Linked DNA regions of Astyanax mexicanus: region 2 is linked to region 1. The links are chromatin contacts, called in public Hi-C maps. All regions are on one chromosome and are shown on one strand. Each heading gives the region's core, a stretch centred on a gene start, on an enhancer-like site or on the middle of the called end of the contact. The rest is flanking DNA. Distances are from core to core; before and after follow the strand shown. Region 1 holds the start of gatad2ab (GATA zinc finger domain containing 2Ab). Region 2 overlaps tmem161a (transmembrane protein 161A).

Region 1 (5,483 bases), core at 407-2,906:
TCACTTTTACAGGTTGATCACAATATGCAGCAAGTGTTTTCAGTCCCTTGCTAAAAAAACAGTATGAAAGTTATTATGTCACTGATATTAATTGCTACTTTTCTAAAGGGATTCAGGATGCACAGAGAATTTTTGGAAATGTTTAAAAAGTTTACTATTTTTATCAAAATAGTTAAAAAAGTAATTTAAAATCCCTACATTATTTTAAAAAATAATCTACAAAATGTAACCTTTGTGAAGAATATATTGCCTAAATCTTGATGAAGGTATTGTTATACACACAGATGTTTGTATAAAATTTAAACAACTATGCTTCTGTTACAAAGGGCACGTTATTTTAATATTAACTCTTATAATGATTTCAAATGCTGCACTTCATTATTTTTGGAGGCAAAACTTACAGACCTGGCTGATACTCAACCAGTAACTTTACGCATTTGCTTACTTATTCACACTCGCTCACTAGCTCTCTATCTCGCGTTTTTAAACTGTGCTTTAATCTGTAACCTAAAGGTGTTTATATTAATGGACAGTTAGGCAGAACTTTACACTGGGTTTCTAGACTGAATGATTTGTGATCAGTGATCATGTAGTACCTAAACCTGCCAGCAGGTGTCAGTAAATTCGCTCCTTTAGCTCGAAGTTTTATAAACGCTAGGTAGAGCCTAGAGTTTGGTTCTTGCTGCTGGAGTTCCCCTTAACAGTTCAGAATTTCTCGGATATTACACACTTCATCTGAACCTATAAGGAGCCCCTCCCCTTTCTTATTCTCCTCCTCTTCTTCTTCTTTACTGTCGTCTACTTCTTCTTCTATTTCTCCTCCAACGTCGTCTTCACCAACTTTTCTTCTGCCTCAGTTTCCTCTTCTTCTTCTTCCTTCTCTATTTTTTTCTCATTCAGTTTTTTTGTTCCTTGTCATCTTATTCCTCCTCTTCTTCTTCATCCTTCTCTTCTTTTCTTGTTTCTTGTCATATTCTACCTCCTCTTCTCCCTTTTTCTGTTTCTTGTCATGTGTTCCTCCTCTTCTTCTTCCTGGCCATGATTGTATTGATGGTCGCCCACCATGGTCATGATGGTTAGGTCTATACTGGCTGATCACACTGGCAATGCTAGTCAGCAGCATGGTCGTGATGATTATACTTACCTTCCAGTGAGGTCATGCTCCCTGACCATCTGGATGACCGGTGTGGCCAAGCTGGTGACCGGGATGGCCAGTCTGGTAATACTGGTCCGTCAGCTTGTTTTTAATGGTCAACCACTTTGGTCATGTTTGTTAACTGTTTTGGTCAGGCTGGCCATGGCATGATAGTTGACCATATGAATCAATGACACGATGTGTCAATGTTTATAAACCATCAAACTCACGGCAGCATGCCCTAAAACTGGTCAAGAAGCCATCCATCTAGGTCTGATCTATCATAAACAAAGCTAGATTAAACAGATTTACCTGGTCACCCTGTTTCCCAGCAGAGTTTATAATAATCCCTGTTTTAAAGAGTCTTTATTAAAGATGTGAAAGCTACATTCAGTATCACTGGCTGCAATAACACTGAATACTAATCCTCGGTTTAAACAGTCCAGATTAACATACGGTATATGAGCGTCTGGCTGGTCAGGGTCAGTATTCAGTCCAGATTAGAGGATGTGAAGACTGCTCCACTGCGCATGCGCACTGCTGTGTCCGCGGCTCATTCGGAACCGGAGCGGCGGAGCGGAGGATCTCCGGGACTCCTCTTACCGACACGGGCTACTACAGCACGCCTCACGCGCCGAGCTCGCAGGAACGGCGTCGAGTCTCTCCACCTCTCGGTAAGTCCGCACTCGGGGCTTTGTTTCGGGGGTTTTGCGGCACTTTAACGAAATTGAAGTTCTTCACAAGTTGGAGCTCGAGCCGAGCTAACGCTAAGCTAAAGCTAACAGACGGAGCGCAGAGAAAGCGGCTAGTTAGCTAACTGGGCTAGCTTAGCCTCCGCGGTGCGTCGGTTTACTCTTTAATTAGCCATACTTGAGGAAATCGATCATAATATCGGTTATAAATCACCAGTTACTTATATATTTGTTGTATTTCAACGTTATCAGCCTTTCCGGAGCGAAACCGGAGAACTTTAGAGTGTGAGCCGCTCTAAAAGTGGGATTAATTAATCGGTCTTTTATCCGCCTCATTAGAGAGCCGTGCTAAGCTTAGCTAAGTTAGCTGTTTTTGACTGAACATTGTCCGTCTGTCCGTCTGCGCTCAGCCTGATTAGCTAGCCGCGCAGAGCTAACGTTAACCTAGCCATCCTACCTGGCTGCTCCTCACAGGAGTTAAGTTAGCTACTTGGCTAATAAACACTCTCAGGATAAGTGCAGGTTAATAAACTAAAGTATAACTGTTAGTTAGTTAAAACCGTTTCATACGAAATGAGGGAAAAGACAGTCTGAGGTAAACATCACAGCCCACATTTCAAAAAGTTCACCGGTCTTTTCTCCGGACAGCTAGGCTAGCCATTGGTAGCTCATACCCGCCACTCACAGGATTTTTTTTTTTACATTCCGGGAGCTTAAAGTTCCTCAGAGTATCGAAACTTCCCTGAAATGATTATAAATCTTCTCCAAGTCGTATAATTTATTGATTTTTATATGCTGAGTATGTTTTAATGTTAATTATTTTTTATATAGAAGTAGTGATATCCTACCACAGGAAGAGATCACCTCAGAATACATGTAGGTTGGCTTAGTATTTAAATAAATATATTGTACTATTTTAAACAACGCGTATTATCTCATGTAATAAGATAAGATAGTATCTCAAAGCACTGACTTAATCTAAATAATGATAATAAAATCGTAATTCACTAATGGTAACCACACACGATTATGTATAAGTATTGGAAACTCATCTATTATTAGGCTCTAAAAGCTTAGTCCCAGTTCTGAATTTTATTTTATGTTGAATATGTCTTAGTAATGACTCGTTATCACAATATAAGTTACAATAAGATATCATCTTAGAATACAAGTAGATAGTATTTAAAAACATTGACTTAATATTGTATCTCTAAATATTGTACTTTTTTAAGGAAAAGACTTTTACCTCATAATAAATAGTGTCTCTGAGCATTAACTAAATGATAATGTCTCAAAGTAATGTGTGTATGTATATATATGTATGTACATGGATAGATAGATAGATAGAATGTGTAAAAGCTCAGCTCTTGATTCCCTTTTTAATTGACAATTTAAATGACTGTTATATAGTATGTCCGGTAACCTCAATGGGTTAAAAAAAAAAGATTTGTATTAAGATTCTCATTGCTATTGGAAACTATTTATTACATTTATTCTTTTTAAATTCATAAAGGGTCAGTTTCACTGACAAGGATTAAGCGAATTAATTAAATAATGAATTAATTAAGCTTATGCATAGACTATAATTGTGTAATCCAAGAAAAACTCAGCCGTTTAGCGTTCACTTAAAATCCAAAAGGGTCATTTGTTATAAACATCTCCAAAAGCAATTGGTTTTATCATGAAAGAAAACTGTTCAGGCCGAAATGTTATTGTTTTTAGCTGTTTATATAAAAGAAAATAGTGAGAAAATAGGTTCCCCCAGAATTGTGGATTAACACTGATTTCAGCACTATACAGATTGTATTCAGCAAAAATGTGGGAAAAACCCTCCTAAACATACTCCCAGTTCAAATGGCTCTAGGTATGTAGGAGGGTTATGATGGGAAGCTCTTAGACTTTACATAGCAGGATCTTCACAGCTGCCAGTCTGTTCTTTATCACTGTTAAACTGAGCTGGAGTGTCATAAACACAGAAACACACACAAAGTGGGGTAGTGTTGTACAGATCGCACAGGATGAAGAGGATTATTGGGTTTATTCTGCCCCAAACCACTTCCAGCTGATTTGTAAATATAAGAGAGATGTTGGTTGAGGTACAGTTGTTGTAATGTTCTTGTAATGTCTTTGTAATGTTCTTTGCTACATTTACAGCGTTTATCTGACTACTAGGAGTCCTTACTTGAGATTCATGTTACACACTGTAGAATTAGAAAGAGTCCCATCCAAAATGTGTAGTGGTGAGGTTGACTGTCTTATGAATTGAAGATTATATCTTTGGTTTAAATACAAAAAATCCTCCCTAAAGCAGCATCACTAGATAGCACCCTCGGAAGAAAGGGTCTGATCCCTAGCTCAGATACAGTAGCCAACAGATGCCATTGCTGGCCTTCATCACAGTGGCAGTGATGCTGTCTGTCTGTACTCTTATCAGGTTCTGAATGCTGAGGTGAGGCGGTGTGATTAATTTGCAATCCTTAGGCAGTAGTGTCAGTGTCTTTGTCCATTCGGACAAACTATGCATCAAATCAGAGAGCTCTAATTACTCTCTTTGGAATGACAGTTTGTCAGCATTCCTTCTATAGAAGTGGTAATTTAAGATATTCTAAAGATAAATAAGACATGACACTCTTTTTGCAGGTTTGATGTGTTCATTGTGTTTCTCACCCGGTCTTGGTGTTTACTTCTTTGCAGATGTTTTATGGTGTGGAGTGTGCTTTGCAGTTACTTAGTCATTGTTTTTGGTCGGTTTATGACTGAGGTAAAGATCAGAAATGTGTGAAGGAAGAGGGCTTTGAAATCAGTTATTAGGCAGTTATTTTTTGAAGGTGTACTCGGTTTCTCTGACCATTCCAAAGATGTTTTACTTGCCGAAACTTTTGTAAAAAAAGCATATTTGCATTGCCAGAGTCCACATAAGATCACTACTAGAAATGTTTTTTGAGTAGAGCGAACCTTCTTCAAGTTTGTGTTGCTGTATAGTTGGTGTAAGCATTTTTGTTTTGATTTCCAAGGCCACTGTTTAATAGTCGTAAGTCAGTGGAGTTTATTTTTCCCCTCATCTTTTTTCTTATTCTTGGGTGGATTTGCATAAAAATATTGCCAGACCTGCTTGTTTTCCAACGACTCTTATAAGTGGGGCAGGACAGGTGTTGCAGCACAGACACTTGGCACCCCTTGGCGAATAGGAGGGGACGTGTCTCTTTGAATCTCACGGAGAGCCGTGGACTTGCCTGCAGAGCAATGATGTACTCCATGAGAGAACCACTGAAGAGTAATACATCCCGACAGGCATGACTTTGCTGGCTAAAGATCCAGTGAATGACAGTTTAGTGTAGTAGGTTCAGTATTGTTGATGTGGTCTGTCTTACAGGTGGTTATTTTATAAAGTTCTTGCTAATTTAAGTTGTATAAGTGAGGTCTGATTGGGGTAATGAGAAATGAGGTAAGTAACTGATGACTAATGATTGGTCTGTGTTGATTATTTTTTTTTTTTTGCATGTTAAAACGGAATGTTGATTTTTTTTTACTTGCATTAAGTCCATGGTCAAAGATAACTAGTCCACTGGGTGCCTTCTATCCGAGTAGGGTTTGCTTAGATCACACTTAAAAGAAGTAAAGTTGTTCTAGATGTTTATGAAGTTTATCCTGACTGG
Region 2 (5,573 bases), core at 2,554-5,053, 110 kb before region 1:
CACATTTTACACCACACAATATAATATGCATTATATACAATTATATTAAAATTATGTCTTGTTCAGCTAAAAACTGCTGCAGGTCCATTTTACCTGAAGAAAGGAACCTACTCTAACTCAATATACTTCCTTACAATTTCACAATATTTTGTTTTAAGAAATAAATATTTAATAAAATTTTATTAGATCTAATTAATATTGCATTTTAATGGACTTACTGGACTAAGTAGTTTACCAAAAACTGGCCTATGTTGCAGATTCCACTCTTATATAATTTATTTCAGATTGAATGTATAAATGAGGAAGGAGTTGGAGACATTCAATAATAATAATAATTGCCTCATTTTTAAGATTATTAAAATTGTGCTTAAATTATACATCAAGCATTATACATTATATAGTGATACATTTGTGTCATAATTATTTAAAACTGTTGTAATAAAAATGAAAGAATAAAGAGTGTTTTTTTCTAGAATAATAATTAAAGGTTTATCTCAGAAAATCAGAAAAATGATGAAGATGAGGATAATGATGATGATGATGATGATGACATATTTTCATTATACTGATTGAATTGATTATTCATTATACATTAAATTGGTACTGTAGATGTATTGATAAATGACTCATTTAATTAGTATTAAATTTTTTATTGGTACAAAAGTAAAAAAAAACACTCAATCTAATCTACTCAAACAATATATTATATAAAAACAGCTCTTCATATTATTATTATTATTATTATTATTATTATTATTATTATTATTATTATTATTATTATTATTATTATTATTATTATTATTATCATAAGGCTCCACAGTACAGGTGAACTTGAAGCTCCACCTTCCACTCTCACACCTTCAGTCTCTCCCTCTCTACCAGCTCCTGAAGCATTCTGGGTTTCCTCTTCTGCACTTCATCCACACACACCCTGTCCTCCCTCAGCTGGAGGGAGGGGGGGGGGGGGGATTGGGAGCTGAGGGGTCACGTCTGGGCGGGTCCCGGGGGGCCGAGGGTTCGTCTGCAGGGCCCGGTCTCTCAATAGGCCTCAGTCTGGTCCCTATAGCAACAGCTCAGGCTGCAGTAGGCCTCAGTCTGGGCCTCCTGGCAGATGCCCATAATGAATGTGATTATATAGATACGTCAACCCTGTCGCCTTCCACTCCATCACGCCACACACTCTCCCAGACACCGTCCAAACGTGGGAAACAGAGAGAGACGGTCTGACCGTTACAGACTGAATGGGGGAAATGAAATATATGACTACTGTAAAGGGTGCGTACAGGACCAAACAGGCTGTACTGATGAAGTGCTTAAAATAGCTACATAAAATATAGCTGATGCTAGATCTGTTATAACTAAAGAAAAGTACAGAATAAAATAACTATAATACACACTAAAAACAAAAAAAAACAGAGGTAAGATATACTGTAAGTACTTTCGTGTAAAGGTCCACTTTTCATAATTGTTCCCTTAAAGATATATGTGTTTTTAGAGGGCTATATATAAAGATATGTTCCCTCTGAAGTACACAGTATTTCCTAACAGCAGAAAGTACCATATTTGTACCATTTAAACAGCCAAAAAGTACATTCTGTATTCTTTATCAAGTTCTTCACACATAATCAATTGATGTTTATAATGCTTATAATTGTCAGTTTTTAAATCAGGTCTTAAAAAACTCACTTATACAAACTTGCTTTTGATCAGTGAGTTACTGGGGTGACTCAGTGTTAGGATGTTTCTGTGTTAATCCCAAAGAAACATCCACTTTTGGAATGGCAAAAAAGGTTTTTTTTCTTTTCTTATTTTCTTAATGCAGAAATTACCACTTAATTATTTTTTACATTTGTGTGCATTTATTCCAGTAATTTGAGTACCAAAGTGACGTTTTTCATGAAAAATGCATTTTACAGAAAACACTGCAGCTGACATCAAACTACACATCATCAAGTTTATATAAAATAAATAAGTTTATTTTCTTTCATAGTTTATTCAGAAACAAATATATACAAAAGTAGAGTAATGCCATCAGTGTGATTTTCTATTCAAAATCCATATTGTGGTAACTTTAGTGAAGCGACTCCTGGGGACCACAACTTTAACAAGAAACCAAATTATTTTTTATTATATTTATTTGACATATTTATTCATAGTCATTAGTAGGTTTTATTCTGTTAAAATTGTAGAAAAAAAAACTTTTTTGTTATTTACCTTAACCCTTTCAGACCTGAATTATGTTTAGTTATGGACAAATATATGAAGGCTAAAGGTAGTTTATTTGTGTTTTAGCATTTTTTTATTTATTTTCTCTCTGTTTTATGTTAGGCTACTTATTTTAATATGCTATTTAAGTGATTTCTTTTACCTATGTGTTGGTTGTATGTATTTATGTGTAGTCATTAGACTTTTTATGTACAGCACTCTGGTCAGTGTAGGCTGTGTAAAGGATGCTTTATAAATAAAGCTTACTTACTAAAATATATATACTATACTATAATATAATCTTTACTTTACTGGTGCATAACTGGCAATGAGTCTTTCATATATCTGTGGAAGAATTTTGGCTCACTCTTCTTTGCAAAATAGTTTAATTCAGCAACGTCACTGCAAAACCTTCATTTTGTGTTTTTTTCCAATTCCATTCCAAGGTAAATTTGCTGGATGTGTATTGGGTCATTGTCCTGCTGCAGAACCCAAGTATACCAGAGCTTAATGTCACAGACTGATAGACGTACATTCTCCTTCAGGAGTTTCTGGTAAAGAGGAGAATTCTTGGTTTCATTAATTACACCAATTTGTCCAGACCCTGAAGCAGCAAAGCAGTCCCAGACATCACACTACCACCCCCATGTTTGACTGTTGGTATGATGTTCCCTTTCTGAAATGCAGATGCAACGGGACAAACACCTTCCAAAGAATATTTTCCCAAAATTATTGGGGCTCATCAACATGTTTTTGGCAAATATGTGATGGGCAAAAAAATCTGTGAGGAAGCAAAAGCTTTTTCACAGCAATGTAAATGATCATACTTGAAAACCACCACTGTAAAAAAAAAGTTTAAAAACCTATCTCTTACAAAACCTTCACCTTCAATGGAAGATATTAATTCCAAGGCATTTTAGAGCATTTCAATTGGTCCATTCATCACATTATGCGCATTATAACTGACACATTCACATAATGTCAAAACATTTCTCAATAGGAAATTTAAAGGTTTTGCATGCCAGAGACAAGATACAACTAATATAATGTACCAGAATACAAGGTAAAGACAAAAACATAGATGAAAAATACTGATAAATGGATCATCCCACAGAAACGTCCACTTTTGGAATGGCAAAAAGTAAAAAAAAAAAACTGTTTTTTTCTTTTCTAACATTTAAACTATAAGAGTTATGGATTACTGCATAATGATTCTTTTACATTTTTGAAATACTTTGTAACTGATCAAAAACTAATCTTGCTAAACTGTTGGCTCAAGAATGTTAAATTGGTAAAAAAAAAAAAAAACTTGTTCTATTTTTTTTTTTTAGTTTTTTAGGTGTAAACACAAAAATGGACATTTCCATAAGATGCCCCAAATACAAGAAGCCAAACTCCCAGCAGAACAGAGCCCTAATCCAGCGGCAGTGATTAAACCAGTCTGAAAGGTCTCCAATGAGACTTAAGCAGCTAATAAAAAGCTCAGCCATACGACCATCTGACCATCTGACCCTCCGCCGGCCGCCCCATCCAGTCTGCTTTTATGTGGAAGTCAAATTTCATCACACATAAATCACCTCCATTTTCAGACAAACAGCCGCAGGCCTCAGCGCAGCAGACCATAATACACACCCTGCTACAGAAGCACACTGCACACCGGCCTGTGGAGAACAGCAGGAAAAACAGAAGAGATCACAGCCCAGAACAAAGACCAGAACACGTGGAGAACAGAGAGAAGAAAAGAGGGGTGAACATGAGGGGAAGAACACAGCAGAGGACACAGGGTAGAAGGCAGGAGAGGAAATAAGAAAGAACAGGTAGAACAGAAAGAAAAAATGAAAAAAAAAAATCTGCTATATTTCATTTATACTCAGATGTCAGAATTTCCAAGTAAAAGGTGAAAATTTCAACTGGAACAAACCCAAGTTGTGAGATTTAATATTTAGAGGAGATGAAGTACCAATTCACCCAAAATAGAAATAATTTAGTAAAGATACAAAAAAATACATAAAAGACAGTAACAATCTACATTTACTTTATTTCTGTCCACCAATGGTAATGTGCAGCATGTTTTGTTGAAAAATGCATAGATGTGTTGATAACAGCACGTGATGCTCTTAGGCTTCGTTACATTACAAGCCACGTTGCTCAAATTCGATTTTTTTGACAGTTCACATTCACAAATGTAAGTGACCTGTGATTACATAAATATGTTTTATATTTTAGGTTCTTAGATCAAAGCTTTGTACATCCTTGCATTTTCTCAGTCAGCTTTATGTAGTAGAGCCACCTGGAATGGCTTTTTAGAAGAAGAACGCTGTTTGAGTAATGATATTGACTAAGAAATGAAGGTCAGTCAATTTGAAAAATTACAAGAACTTTGAAAGTATCCTCAAGTGCATTCTCAAAGACCATCAAATACGTTACAATGAAATTGGCTTTCATCAGGACCGACCCAAGAAAGGAAGATCATGAGTTACCTCTGTTGCACAAGATAATTATTTTGGTTTGTTTAACATTTTTAAGTTACTAGATGATTCTTTATGTGTCCCTTAATAGAATACATCTAGATTACTTCAGTATTCACATATGTAAAATAAAAACTGAATAAGAGGACCAAACTTTTGACTGGTACCGTTTATTAATAACTAAACTTAAGTTGACCAAACAAAACATGAACTGTGGTTAATGTCCACAACGAAATAAATGTAACAGTAAATATAGTAAAGGTGTTTTACTCTGTACTTCTCTGCATCATTTGTACAAATTATTAATAAAATAAAGCAATGCAAATACAAAGGAACTTTAAACATTTTTGGATTTTAATAAAACACAATCCCAGCAACACCCAGTTTTGTCACACCATGCGTTCCATTGATCAGTTATTTTAAAATCAGTGCAAAAACAAAAAAAAAAGAAACAAATATTTCTGTACCGTTTAACAGATCATCGCTTCTAAAATTAGTGTGTATGACATGATGACATGATAAATATTAATAAATAAATGAGAAATGTTCAGGATCAGATCTGAGGTACTTCTACTGCTGCCTCTTACTAAACTTTGATTGCATTTGCTTGATATTTTAAATACAGTAAGGTACAGTGAATTCAGCTCTGCAGCAAAACCTGCACATCCCGCAGGGAGAAATACTGCATGAAGGAAACCAGAAGCTTTAATACATCATAATCATTTACGTTAAAAAAACAGGGAGTGATTCAGAATGACTGCATTTAACTGTGTTTGCCAACAGCATCGAAATAAAGCAGTTTATCAGTTATTGCATGCTGGTAGAGTAGATACCGTATCTGATTTCACTTCCCTGAGTTACCAGGCACTTAGTATTACATCACATCCAATCAAAGACATC

The links. Hi-C and Micro-C count contacts between places; a contact is called where the count stands out from the background.
Region 2: a Hi-C map of muscle shows a contact between it and region 1, with 14 times the contacts expected there. The contact joins the enhancer-like site here to the promoter of gatad2ab in region 1. A contact is called at or near these places in 2 of 3 Hi-C or Micro-C datasets (both in muscle).

The regions. Positions count from the first base shown.
Region 1 is chr16:13,977,942-13,983,424 of AstMex3_surface, reverse strand. It overlaps gatad2ab (GATA zinc finger domain containing 2Ab), which reads left to right and starts at 1,656. Exons shown (of 11, transcript XM_049465513.1): 1 at 1,656-1,809.
Region 2 is chr16:14,088,856-14,094,428 of AstMex3_surface, reverse strand. tmem161a (transmembrane protein 161A) reads right to left here. Exons shown (of 12, transcript XM_015606706.3): 12 at 5,006-5,573. Among protein-coding and RNA genes, the nearest start is that of tmem161a, 13 kb to the right of the region's middle. Within about 2 kb of position 3,803, the one cell type or tissue checked has an H3K27ac peak away from gene starts, as active enhancers do.